Linked DNA regions of Anser cygnoides: region 1 is linked to region 2. Evidence: chromatin contacts called from public Hi-C data. All regions are on one chromosome and are shown on one strand. The core of a region is the stretch at or near the end of the contact, and the rest is flanking DNA. Distances in the headings are between cores, read along the strand shown.

The links. A called contact is a pair of places that touch in the nucleus more often than the background predicts.
Region 1: a contact with region 2 is called in a Hi-C map of liver, with 1.9 times the contacts expected there. The contact joins two enhancer-like sites. A contact is called at or near these places in 2 of 7 Hi-C or Micro-C datasets (both in liver).

What each region holds. Positions count from the first base shown.
Region 1 is chr2:153,758,542-153,765,093 of Taihu_goose_T2T_genome, forward strand. No RefSeq gene overlaps it. Among named protein-coding and RNA genes, the nearest start is that of CYRIB, 290 kb to the right of the region's middle. Within about 2 kb of position 2,595, at least 3 of the 3 cell types and tissues checked have open chromatin away from gene starts, as enhancers often do. A contact at or near this core is called in liver, where this site is marked.
Region 2 is chr2:153,520,585-153,526,840 of Taihu_goose_T2T_genome, forward strand. No RefSeq gene overlaps it. Among named protein-coding and RNA genes, the nearest start is that of MYC, 350 kb to the left of the region's middle. Within about 2 kb of position 4,282, at least 1 of the 3 cell types and tissues checked has open chromatin away from gene starts, as enhancers often do. A contact at or near this core is called in liver, where this site is marked.

The sequences.
Region 1 (6,552 bases), core at 1,345-3,844, 240 kb after region 2:
CAACAAGAAAGGTCAGGTAGGTCACGCTTAGCTAGTCCCAAATGCCACAGCATATTATCCAAGAGAGAGAATATAATTATCTTTTCACAAGTGGCAATTAGTAAGAATACCCCCCATCAATTCTGTTTAGCATTCAACATTTACAGTGTGGCAGAAGCCAAAGCCTTACAACAGCAAGGCCAAGTTACTTTAATAAGGTTAAAACTAACACGAAATGCTGAAGGTTTTTGTGTCAGCAGAAACATTTAAAACTCTGAAATTTGAAGAAAATACTCTTTTAAAATACTTTTTGTAAAATTCTGTATTGTGAAAACATGTATTTGGTTAGGGTGTTCTTTCTGCATTTCAGGAGACCTTGCACAGGTAACGGATAACAAATAGGTAGCAAATCATTTAGTATTATTATGAGGTAGAATGCTGAGCCTATTATCATCTCATTTTTATAGAAAAGCAATGTTTTATATACAGTAAGTAAATTCTTCTCTTTATTACTAAATCTATTTACATTGCACAGGGAAAAACAGAGGTAGTGAGAATTTAAGTCAGCAGTTAGAAAAGAGAGAGTTAATTTGGGATACCTCTGTTTCTGGGTGCCTGATGTAAGTATTTGGAATTATTTTCTGAAGTTTTCAATTGTGGTCTGGCTTACGTCCAGATCTTCCTTTCTCCCAGGTCTATGCTTTAACCACAAGACTATTGCTCAGTCCCTCTACAGTGAATAAAATTAAATTATATAGATATTGAGAGTCTTCATTTAGGTATCTATGGCCTAACACTGAAAGTATCCTGGATCACCAACAAAGAGTCCATACAATACAAATGCTTATTTCCTATCATGCCATATCCGCAGGATTTTATTTTTTTTTTTCCAATTTAACTTTCCTATATGTAATGGTCTCCAGTTTCAGCACTGAGTGAAATGGCCTTGGACTTGCTCATTTAGGACTGTTTTATGCTACAACAGTCTGAACGTGTCTCATTGATTTTTTCCAAGTGATGTCTGGCTTTCTGTTATTTGTCTCATAACTACAGAATCCTGTTCTGGTGGATTCACAGTTGAAAAGCCCTGAACCTTTCCTTGTATTGCCAAGGGGAGCAAATGCACTCATTCTGACACCAGACCCACAGAGAATTCCAGTAATTCCCACAGAAATTTAGCCATAAACCATTTGGGATGATCACAGAAATGTCCAATGGGAGGGAATGAATTAACGCTCCTCCACGTCTTTCAGACCACTGAAAAACACACTGAGTCTTTCCTTTTTTCAGGAGGCACAGCCAGCCGCTGACAGTCAACCCAGTGCCCACTTGCAGCAGACTGTACACTGTATCCAGGAAAATCAGCTTTCTGGCAGTTATCTAGTGGTATAAAGCTTGTAGGTTATATGAGGAAACAGATATGAAAGCAGGGTTAATTTTCTTCTTACATTCTTGCTTGTCTAAAAAGAACTGACAAAACCACAGACAATTAGCTGAAATGGAAAAAGATATATATATTAAAAACAACAACAACAAAAAAACACCTGTAGAAAAGTCATTGTTACAGGATGCTTGAGAAAAAGAAAATACTTACTTGCCAAATGGTAATTACTGTTGAACTAACAGTATGGGGTTATGATGCAGTAATTAACAGATTTATGCATTGCAATTTCTCTCAAGCCTTTGATAAGGAATCAGGATAGCTCTGGAAGTGCTCTTACATGAAGTTCTCCTGTAGACATGTAGATGGACTCTGTCAAGCTTTGCCTATAACCCAGTTGATTGAAAGCTTTAATTTTCAATATTACCCAAGCAAATTCATGTGATTTTGCAGGCACTCTGTACTCAGCAGAAAATAATAAAGAATATATTTCTGTTGGTTTTGGGTGAGTAACCAGTAGCCCATCAGACACTCTATTTCTGTCTTCTACCATAAAGACCAGCATAATAATTCTCTATCAGTTAGGTCAACCTTATGGCTAAATAAAGACCTTTAAGATACCTCATTCATCCAGAAATTGCCTTCACTCCTCCCTATCTGCTGAAAAGATATATTACGACTTCCCCAACAAGTCTTTTTTTAATGGTTTACAGAAGTCACATTGGTCATCAGGAATGAAGTGAAAGCCAGGAAGTTCCCTGCCTGCTTACGGATGGATTCATTTGTTTAATGTCTTTAAAGCTTATGAGTTCTTGTTCTTCCTTTTCCCTTTGACTATGATGGTGTTTAAGAGAGTATAATTAATTTCAAGTCCTCCATCTGAGACCTTAGGAGTTCATGATATAGTTGGCAAGACAAAATATAAAAGGAAAGAGGCAAAAAATGCCAGATTTTTATGTGCATAGGCTTTTTGCCCATGTGATATTTGCCTCAGGCCACATGGAGAGTCAGCATCAGTGGCAGGGTCTGAGTCTGGGACCCCCAGGTATGTTGATCTAAACCTTCTGCTTATAGCTGTATCCTCCAGACTCAACTGAAAGGGCTTTTCAAAGCTTGCCACTGTGAACCCAACACAAGTCTGAAAAAGAATCAGTTAGTTACCAGCAGTGACCGCACTCTGACCCTTATTTCAAATGCATGTAGCATTAAACATTAACCAGGCAAAGAACTAAAACCTTGCAAGGGGCCTGTCCAAAGCACGAATCAACAATAGCATGCAGTGTGCTAGGGACAGACACGCAAACGCCAAAGATACTCTCGTCTGATCTATTCTCTGGCATTCGGCTTTCACTTAAAACTCTTTAAATAGACATAACCTACTTCTCTGTCTTTCCTTGCCTCAGATTGCTACAGAAGGCAAAAGCAACTACCTAGCAAAATACAAGGAAAACAATGGATTTCAGCAGGACAGTTTTCACTGTGAATATCATTGACAGCATCATTTAAAATACAAAGGTGAAAGGACTTTTTTTTTTTTTTTTTTAGCTGTCGGAAATCCTGGTAACACACTCTCTTTGTTTCCAATTGAATGAGGCCAGAAAATCCTTGCCTGACTTCTTTATGTACAAACATATAACATCCTTGTTCCTGGCTCATGGGAGGCACCTCGTAATGCCGGCTGTCAACTCATTTGTGACACATAACCGTAGTTGAAAAGTGGTTGAACTGCTGGTGTTGTAATGCACACATTGTTCAAGATCATCTAACAGCATTAGCCTGTGGGAAGAGGATGGCTTCAGGGTTCTAATTAAAAGAAATCATAGGCAATCAAATCAAGTGCTTCCTATTTGTATTTTATTTAATAAAGAAGGAATGACACAGATAGTATTTCCCCCTGTCTTGCCTATTCAGTAATGGTGGAGGGAGCAATGAGCCCTTCAAAGCTCTGCAACAGCCGTAAATGAGTCCCAAATTGATTGCCATCCCCAAGCCCCTTCTCTGAAGGCTTAATGGTATTTTCACGTGGGATCCAAAGCAGGCGGTCTTCAAGGAAAGTTACTGCATCTGGTGAAAAAAATAAAGTTGACATTTTTTGACAAGACCCTTAAGTATGCCTCTCCCAGGAGGGTTGTAACATAGAAGAGGCTGAGCAGGTGGTAATAATCAGCATTACATACATTTGAGCATTTTCTATAACATGGATTACCGTGGAATTCCTTCCTCCCCCTCCTCTCCTTGGGGAGACTTGTACAAATTGCAAGCATTTTCAAGGTCCTTTGATAAGCATTTCTATCACCAGTTTCACAGCTGTAGCTGGATTGTTTAAAACATATGAAACAGCCCCGCCTGCCCTCTGAGTAGGATAGGATAAGATAGGATAGAATAGGATGGGATAGGATATGGGATGGGATGGGATGGGATGGGATGGGATGGGATGGGATGGGATAGGATAGGATAGGATAGGATAGGATAGGATAGGATAGGATAGGATAGGATAGGATAGGATAGGATAGGATAGGATAGGATAGGATAGGGCTTTCTTTCCCTTTTTTTTTCAGATCCAGCTAAGCCTTTTTTCAAATATTACCTGAAAGTATTGTACCAATGGGGTTCTGATGGTGCTCAAGCAGCAAGAAGCCATTGTTTATCTGCTTTGGAGTGAAGAGTAGATGCACAGCCACATCTCAGAGAAAGTCAGTAAGGAAATCTAAAGGTAACTAAGCAAAGATTAATGTGTTCCTACAAGAGGCCAATATCAGCTTTAAAGCCTTTGCCCCAGTTCTCCTCTTGCCTGCATGAGAAAGAAGTAAATAATAAAACAGTTTCAAGGCTAAGGAAGAAACCCCATAGAGAAGTAAGATGTGATGATCTTCCTCCCATTTGTGCAGCCTCATACAAGGTCTCCACTACATGCTCTTGGGAGCTCAGCTCCACATGGTGAGAAACGGTCTCTGTTATGAAGACCTTGCAATTTAAGATGAGGTAATGACACAATCATGTGTGTGACATTAGAGTTGACACTAATAAATGTTTTTATAATTAGAGTTGGGTGATATGTTTTCACTGAACAATGAATTGACAAAAATGCAGTTTACGGAGGTTACTGAAGCAATTAAGAAATGGTGAGTAGTTTCTGCCACAAAAAGAGGGAAAAAAATGGACAGTGGAAATAGGAGATAGAGGAAGGCTCTTGAGGATAATGTCTCATTTCTATTCATAAATTTTAATAATCTTCTTAATTTTACATTTCTGAACTTTATCTTTGTTTTAATATATTGGTTTTATAGTTTTTGAATTTATTCAGAATTTATTTATTTATTGAGAGCAGCCCTGATGAGAAGGACCTGGTGGTGTTGGTTGATAAGAAGCTCAATTTGAGCCAGCAATGTTCTCTTGCAGCCCAGAAAGCCAACCATATCCTGGGCTGCATCAAAAGCAGCGTGGGAGAGGGGATTCTCCCCTTCTACTCTGCTCTTGTGAGACCCCACCTGCAGTACTGCATTCAGCTCTGGGGCTCCCAGCACCAGATGGACATGGACATATTAGAACAAGTCCAAAGGAGGGCCACAAAGACGATAAGAGGGACGGAGCACCTCTCTTGTGAAGAGAGGCTGAAAGAGTTGGCATTGTTCAGTCTGGAGAAGAGAAGGCTACAAGAAGACTTCATAGCAGCCTGCCAGGGGGGTTGGAATTAGATGGTCTTTAAGGTCTCTTCCAACCCAAACAATTCTATGATTCCATGAATTTGATTTTATTTTATTTTTTCCAGAGGAAGAGCATAATTTTGATGGGAAAAGAAAGCACTGTCCAAAGTGTTTGGATCAAAATTTTTTTTTCTGAGTCAATCTAAAGCAATTATTTTTGTTTCTACATAAAAATCCACTTCTGTGTCTTCTTGGGATTCTTTATACACTCTCTAGGTCTTGGATTTTTTCTTAAAAACAAAAACAAAAACAAAAACAAAAACAAAAACCTTACAATAGGAATATACTAAATGTACACTTCTTCCTCAATTATATAGTGTATCTGCATCTTCACAATTATTTTATGAATTTATGTAGCACTAGTCTTTAACACTTGAGCAGTTTCACTGAAAGGGACTTTCTATTCTATACAAATATTTACATTACTCTGATGAAATCAGACTTCAATATGTGTATGTTTGCTAAAGAATATAAGGAATTCTAAGGGATTCTTTGTATCTTTTTTTTTTTCAGAATAGCTCTAATTATTTTTTTAGGTAGTTATGGATACTAAATTTGTTTGTTTTATTATTGTTATTAACAACACAGATATTTTAGATGCTTCATAGGTAAAAATCATAGACCATAATTTTTCTTTCTTCACAAATATGCTTACCCTCCAACGAGTATTTCTGTCAGTTGTCTCCTGGTTTCAGACATGATCATTTTATTTTGTGTTTTTATTATTTCTTTTTTGCCAGAAAACTGCAACATGTTTTCATTTTACTTAAATTCTAGAAGGGCTTCAACAGATTTAAGCCTAAATAAAACCATAGTGTGCTCTCCTGTGGTCTCCTCTGATTGGGTTACTTTCATGTCTCAGCACACTGAGGGCTTTATTTCCAAAGCACACAAGCAACTTCCCCTGAAGCCAGAGAAAATAAATGATAATTTTACTGGTTCACTTTTATCACTTGTGTTGCAATTATGTCTAACAGCATGCTTAAGACCAGTTTATTAGGACAATATATTCTTACATAAAGCAAGTTAATATCTGGTTCTGCTTTAAAAGATCATTTTGCTAATGATATTTGAATTGCTTCATGGAAACATTAGGGATGTGTCCAAAGACTGTGTGTGTGTAGGAGAAAGAGGCCAGAGATACTGTAATAATCTTGGGATATGTACAGGATTGTCTGCCTGTGTTTCCATATCTCTGTAAATTCTTTGTGTATTTGTGGACTATCATAAAGAGGAGAAAACTGGGGTATCAATGTGGCCTCAATAAAACAAAACATTTCCAGTGAACTTAGAAAGATCTTGCCAACAGAAGCCAGAGTAAAATCTCAACCACTGTAGTTGTTAAGTATAACTTTAATATAAAAAATGCCCTGCAATGGTCCTATGTCTCTTAATCCTCATATTTCCCTTGAGTGAGCTGTATCTACTGTGTGTAAGCTACCAACTCTTACACTTGGGGATACTCTCTTCTGCAATGCCATTTTTCAG
Region 2 (6,256 bases), core at 3,032-5,531:
CTACTGATCCTTGTCATACCCTCTGTCAGATGGCACTCTCCCCACAGCGTTTTTGGAGGTTCATCTGACCTACGAAGTTTACTGCCTGAAGTCAAAGAGCTCTGATGAGAACAGCAAGCTCATTATTAGGTTTGACTGCATGCACTGGTTAATGGGGTTGTGTATTTTCTGGATAGCATCTACTTTCCTTAATGCCAACTGTACACCCGTCTGAGCTGCTTGAGAACTGTCTTCTGAAACGCTTTATTTTAAAGCTCACCTTCTTAGGACAAGCCTGAATCAACACCAGCTGACTTTAAAATGCTGGGATGCAATTTTTTTTTTTTTTTTAAACAATTCATGTTTAGATCTGTCCTTGTGCCAGACACCTTGTGCCAGGTGCCAACTCTAGTAGAGATGCAGAAGGAAAAACTTGTGACAAGCGATCGCATCTGCTGTTAAAGTTTAAGCTGCTGGTATAAGTCAATACATTTAGGTTTCCAGAGACAGTTCTTGGTCTGGTTTTCTAGATGAAGTCAGCTTGTTTCTGCAGAGTTGCTGCACTGAGGTTTTTTTGTTTGCTTGTTTGTTTTTTTGTTTGTTTTTCCTGAAGAGGAGGGTATCAGAAGGCTCTTTTCCCTGGACAAACAGCCAGAAAGGGAAGATGGGTAGAAAAGTGTGCCAAGAGATGTGCTCAGATGACTCACCTCAGTTAGGCAATGTCTAACCTCCCATCAGCAACAAATAGGAGCCAAAGTAATGTCAGGATACATTCACCCAGCAGATTGGGCTGTACAGTGTATTCCACCATGGGGAGTCTGAGCTGGAATTATTTCTAGATTTTTGTTTTCCCGTTCTGTGCCAGCTACCTCCACTGAAAGTAACAAAGAGAAACTTGCATACTACTTATGTATGCATTTTTATGCTGAGATTTAAATAATTCAAATATGGAAGTGTCAGTAAAAACAAAAATAAAGAAAGAGAATGGATGTGGGAAAGAAAGGGAAGTATCGAAGACAAAGGGCTTAGGTACCTTCCAATAAGGAATTGCTCTTACAATGGGCCATTAAAATTTAGCTGAGTCGAGTGTATTGTTTTTAATTTGTATTCCCATAACATACTCTGTTAAGGAGGGTGTATGCAGCAAATGCATATTAATGATGCTACACATTTGCATATTATAGATCCGTAATACCAAGGGTGCCATAAAAATCTTTATGAAAAGTGGTGACTATGCAGCAGTCAATTTTCTCTATATCTCAACCATTTTCATCTTTTTTTTTTTTTTTTTTTCCACACACATGCACACACAAAATCCCCACAACTGATAGACATACAACATTAAGGGACTAATGACCTGCAAAATTCCATTTATAAAAGATAAAAAAATGTTGTATTTATATAGAGAATCATCAAATTAACACTTCCTCTGGAAGACTTCCAGTTCTTTGTTCCTTTGTTCTAAAAATTTTAAACCAACAACCTGCAGAATTATATTGTTTTTAAATATATATGTTGAACCCCACTCAGATTTAGTCCCAGCAGAATACTGTCATGAGTTTCATGTTTAGAGTATTTTGTATGGCTAAGGTCTTACAACTTAACTCTTTCTAGTGAAAACACTGATCCACCTGGGCTAGCTATGTGTTGTCACTGGTTCTTAACTGAATAAAATATATATATATATTAGTGGTTTTCTCAACATATTTGTACAGATATGAACCCTCATGTCATGCAAATAACTCTTATGTCTCTTGGTCTAAATGCATACTTAAAATCTCTCTCAGAGTGGATCATGCTCTAGACAAAAAGTGTCTGATTTTTCTCCCATCAGTGCAACCTTTTATTCTCTAGTGCTGTTACCGGTTCAAGTGGACTTAGAAATGTGGCAAAGCAGAGGAATGAGCTGACCAGTTATACCAAGATATGAGCAGAAGTCTTCAGTGCCATGTGTCAGTCTTGGTGAGGGAAAATTTCCTGATGTAGGAGATAAGGTTGTGGCCCAGACTCCTCCTGCCTTTGTGCCTCCAGTGAAATTGCTTTGTATTCCACTGCTAACGTTTATAGTCCTGTGAAAGGGTAAAGACCAGGGCCAAGCAAAGATTTCCCCTTCTATTTGGAACGCTCTGAGAAACCGAGGAACTACTTGTAGCTTTTTCTGTTTAGAGGAGAATAAAGAAAAAAAAATAGGGAAAGGTGAACTCTAAGTTCATGGTGCAAGAGGTTGATTTGGGCAGGTTTGGTTGATTTCAAGAAACTTCTGGCTCAGAGGGCCCTACGTAATTTTTACCATCAGTCTGTTTCTTATAAGGACAGTGATGGAATGAGAATTAGTTAATGCTGGGGTCAATATGTGACCTGAACATGAAATATTTGATAACTCATTCCATTCCATCATCTCTTTCCTAAAGAAGTTGCTACTAATAGATCAGAACAAAACAAGGGAGCAGTGGCTTTCAGGTCCCCTAGTGCCTGTTGATCCTTCTCATCAAAATTTTCTGTGTGGTTTCTGCCCTTCCATGGTACAGCAGTTACATCACAGGTACAGCTGTTGTGCATTTTGCAGCCTCTGGACCAAAGGTGCCATCTCTCTTCCACAGATATTCACAGGTCTTGTCATTGACTACAGTGCAAACAGAAGCATATCTTATTTTATAAAAAACAAACAATCTTTAAAATCCCCAAAAGACTAAAGTAATGTAAAATCATCTTCAGACCTGCTTAATAGCTTTATATTCTCAATGACACTTCTTTTAAGGACTGAAAAGCAGAGATTTAGGAAAGCAATTTTTCATTCTGTAGAGACTGTCTGACTTCAGGAGTAATATCTATATTTTCATTTTATGCACAAATCGTCATCTCTTGCTCATTAAGGGATAAGAAAAGTGGAACACTAAAGGGTAAAAGCAGGATCTAAAAAAGGATCTAAATTCTAGATATATTTGTCTCCCCTATTCTGCAATATGTTTGCACAAGTACATAAGTATACAAAATTCAGAGAAGTTTTGCCCTTGGATCTTCAGTGCTGAAAGACAAGAAATGGTGAAGTACATGTTATATGTCCTTCTGTCTTGTCTATTTGTCCAAAAGGTGAGAAGGAGATCAAAATGCAAAATTACTGACATGTAGTTCAGGTGAGAAGGAGGGACATATCCCCTTTCTCCTGTAAGCCTGCAAGCAGTTCTCCATGCTAGTCCATTCCTTGGGGTGCCTCCAGGTATATTCATCTTACTGTAGAAATATCAGGACCTGGCCGCTGGGTCAGCAAATTACATACATCCATCTGTCTTAACCCCTGTAATGAGGTTTATGTGAAGGGTAAAGTTTAAAAGCTGGGGCAGAGACCATGAACTCATCCGAAAATATATGGCCTTATATCCATATGAAGTGATGGCTCCAACAACAAAATTCCCCTAGGTTTAAAATGTATCCCAGCCCTATTGCTATTTTCCCTCAAACCAAATTGCTCCATTGGTCTACTCCAACTGATTTTGTGAGTGAAACTAAATGGGACAGAATAGATTTAAATGTTATAAATGTCCAAAAAAAAGAAATGGGGAAAATGGGTATAATTTTTAGGGAAATTACTTTAAGTAGATATAAAATGTATTAGCCTTCCTAACAGGCTGGTTAAGGTACATGCTTACATCCTGACTCAGTTTTACTCAGTCCCAAAGGGGACTAAGTAAAATAAATAAATAAATAAATAAATAGTCCACTTCATGAATAAGAAGTGGAAGCAAAAAGAGAGAAGTCAAGACCTCGCTATTTCTTCCTCAGTCAGTTTAAAGACCCATTGCCCCATCCTAGTCCCTCTAGACCAAAAGGGAGTTTTACCATTGACGTTAATGGGAACAGGATCTGGCCCAGTAACTGGCTGTTTTGGATCTGTTTCTGTCGCCCTTGCTGCATTGTTGCTGAGAGTACAGAACATCCTCGCCTTCTGTTTTTCACTCCTTAATGTTTCCTTAGAATACTTAGGCGGAGAGTGACTGTAAATGCTTAACCTTTGTCAATGGCAGACATTCAAGAGAGTTTGGCTGCCTCCTATTTCCTTGTGGACACTGATTTAAGAGTCCATCCAAAACATTTGTTCAGAAGGATATGACTAACATGAAAATCTGTCACTGTATAAACATAGTGACCAAAACCTATTTGGCAGCATTTTAGATCTGCTGGCTAATAATTAGGTATTTATGTTTGCTTTAACAGCACCAGTTGTGATGATCTAATGTCGTTTAGTATTTATATGGATAGCTCATCAGATTTTTTTCTTTTTACAATGATTCAGCATAATTACATGGAAGATAAAGAACATTTAAACAAAAAAAAAAACTTTTTTCAGTAACTAATGCAAAATTTCAGTCAGGGGCACATTAGAAATGACATGCTGAGCTCACATGAGAAGAACAACGCCTGAATTTACTGGAAACATTGCAGTAAGGGTGAGTGAAGTCATTGAAAACAAATTGCTGTTCCCTTCCTAAATAGGCTTGGGCTGGAGTAGGGTCCTCTGGGTTGTGACCAGATTTAGCATTCACAGCCAGTTTGTTTCACAGAAATGCAGTACAATCTCTAGGGAAACAAATCTGCAAAAAATGTGCATGAGAATTTTTGGGGCGGGGAGGGATACACGGATCTAATGCAGTCAGAAGCATATTAAAAGCTATAAACAGTTTGCTGTTGTTTGGGCTGGTTCAGAAGATCGCTTAATCGTTTACTGACACTCTTATCACTGCAACAGGTTTTGTTATTCTGATCCAACTGTGTCAAAAGTTATGTGAACACATATATCAGTCTATAATTCAAGTACATGTTGTTATTCACTATCACAAAAACTATAAAGACTCTGAAACCCTAATGATACCGATCCAAGTACACTTTGATAAGCTTGAAGGGCGTACGATTTGTATTAAAGTGTACCTCCTACAGACTGTTTTCAGAGCATCATAAAGGAGTAGGAAAATTACCTTTGATACACCTGCTACTAAAGAGCTTGTGAAAATGTTTGAGGACAAGACCTTTTTTCTGCCCACTCAATGAAGCAAGAACAAGGAGAACATTACCTTGTTTGACTGCTTGCAAGAAGCAGAAAAATCTGTACGCTTCTCCACACACACTTCTCAGATCACCCCAGCAGAACTTAGGAGATGACGGAAAGTCAAATACTGTGTTCTGAGAACCATATGAGAGACAAATTCACCCATAAGCTTTCAAAATCTAACAATGGCAAAGAGAATTCAGTGTACAGAATTGCCACCATGGAAAGTATTACTGCTGCTTGGTACCATCAATTCTTCATGATTTTTATCCTTATTGTGGTACTTTGATATGATGAAGAATACATTTCTGTACAATCTACTTTTAGCTTTACTAGGTTAGGTCTTACCCTCATAGTTCCACTTCCCTTGCAGTGCATTTCCTGTTCTGAATCATTAATTTCACTCTGATAAACACTTTAGCTAGGAAGTTGGAAGTTACTATGAAAGAATCATAGAGATTAGGAGTCATCAAATCCATCCCTCCTCTTTTCAGGAGGAGAAAACAAAGAAAGGATGACAGGGAATGAGATGAGAAGATAACAATACTATGGTATACATGTGACTAATTGCGCCAGCCAAACAAGTGCAGCTGGAAACAGGATATGTTTCGGACAAGCCACTCTAAAAAATTCTAATCTGTTATGAGATTCATTTTTTCCATGAATATTTTTAACTCTGCGATCCCTAATTTTTCATGGCTCACCAAGGACATAGATGTGTCTTTGGGGCTCTATTGTCAGTATGTGGATCCCTCTACTTTTGGGAAGTAATGGACTTTGATTTCTGTGGGGAAATTTGATAAGGGTGAAGCAAGGAGAGGAAGAGAGTAGACTTGCATCCTAATGTGAGATATTGTTTGCCCTATAACTTCTTTCTGCCTCTCTTTTGGGATCTGCTCAAATCATCTTTGCCAATGTCAGTTCTTTATTTTCCTACTCATAGAGATATTAATATGAGACTGCTTCAAAAAGGAAAATATTCTCTCCACAGCTTCCAGTGCTCTGGAGATGTGATTAACTTGCCAGAGGTACAGACATCTCCAACCTCACGCAAAGCAAGAATTTTCAGACTACGTGGTAGATATGGGATATTTTCCAAGACAGGAACGAAACTGAAGCATGCTGATATTCTGCATTTGCACTGAAATGGCAATGGACTGCTGCTCACAAAGACCTGACTTTCATTCTCCAGATGTGCTTCCTAAAGAGATCACTTTATCTGTTCCTCACTTGTTC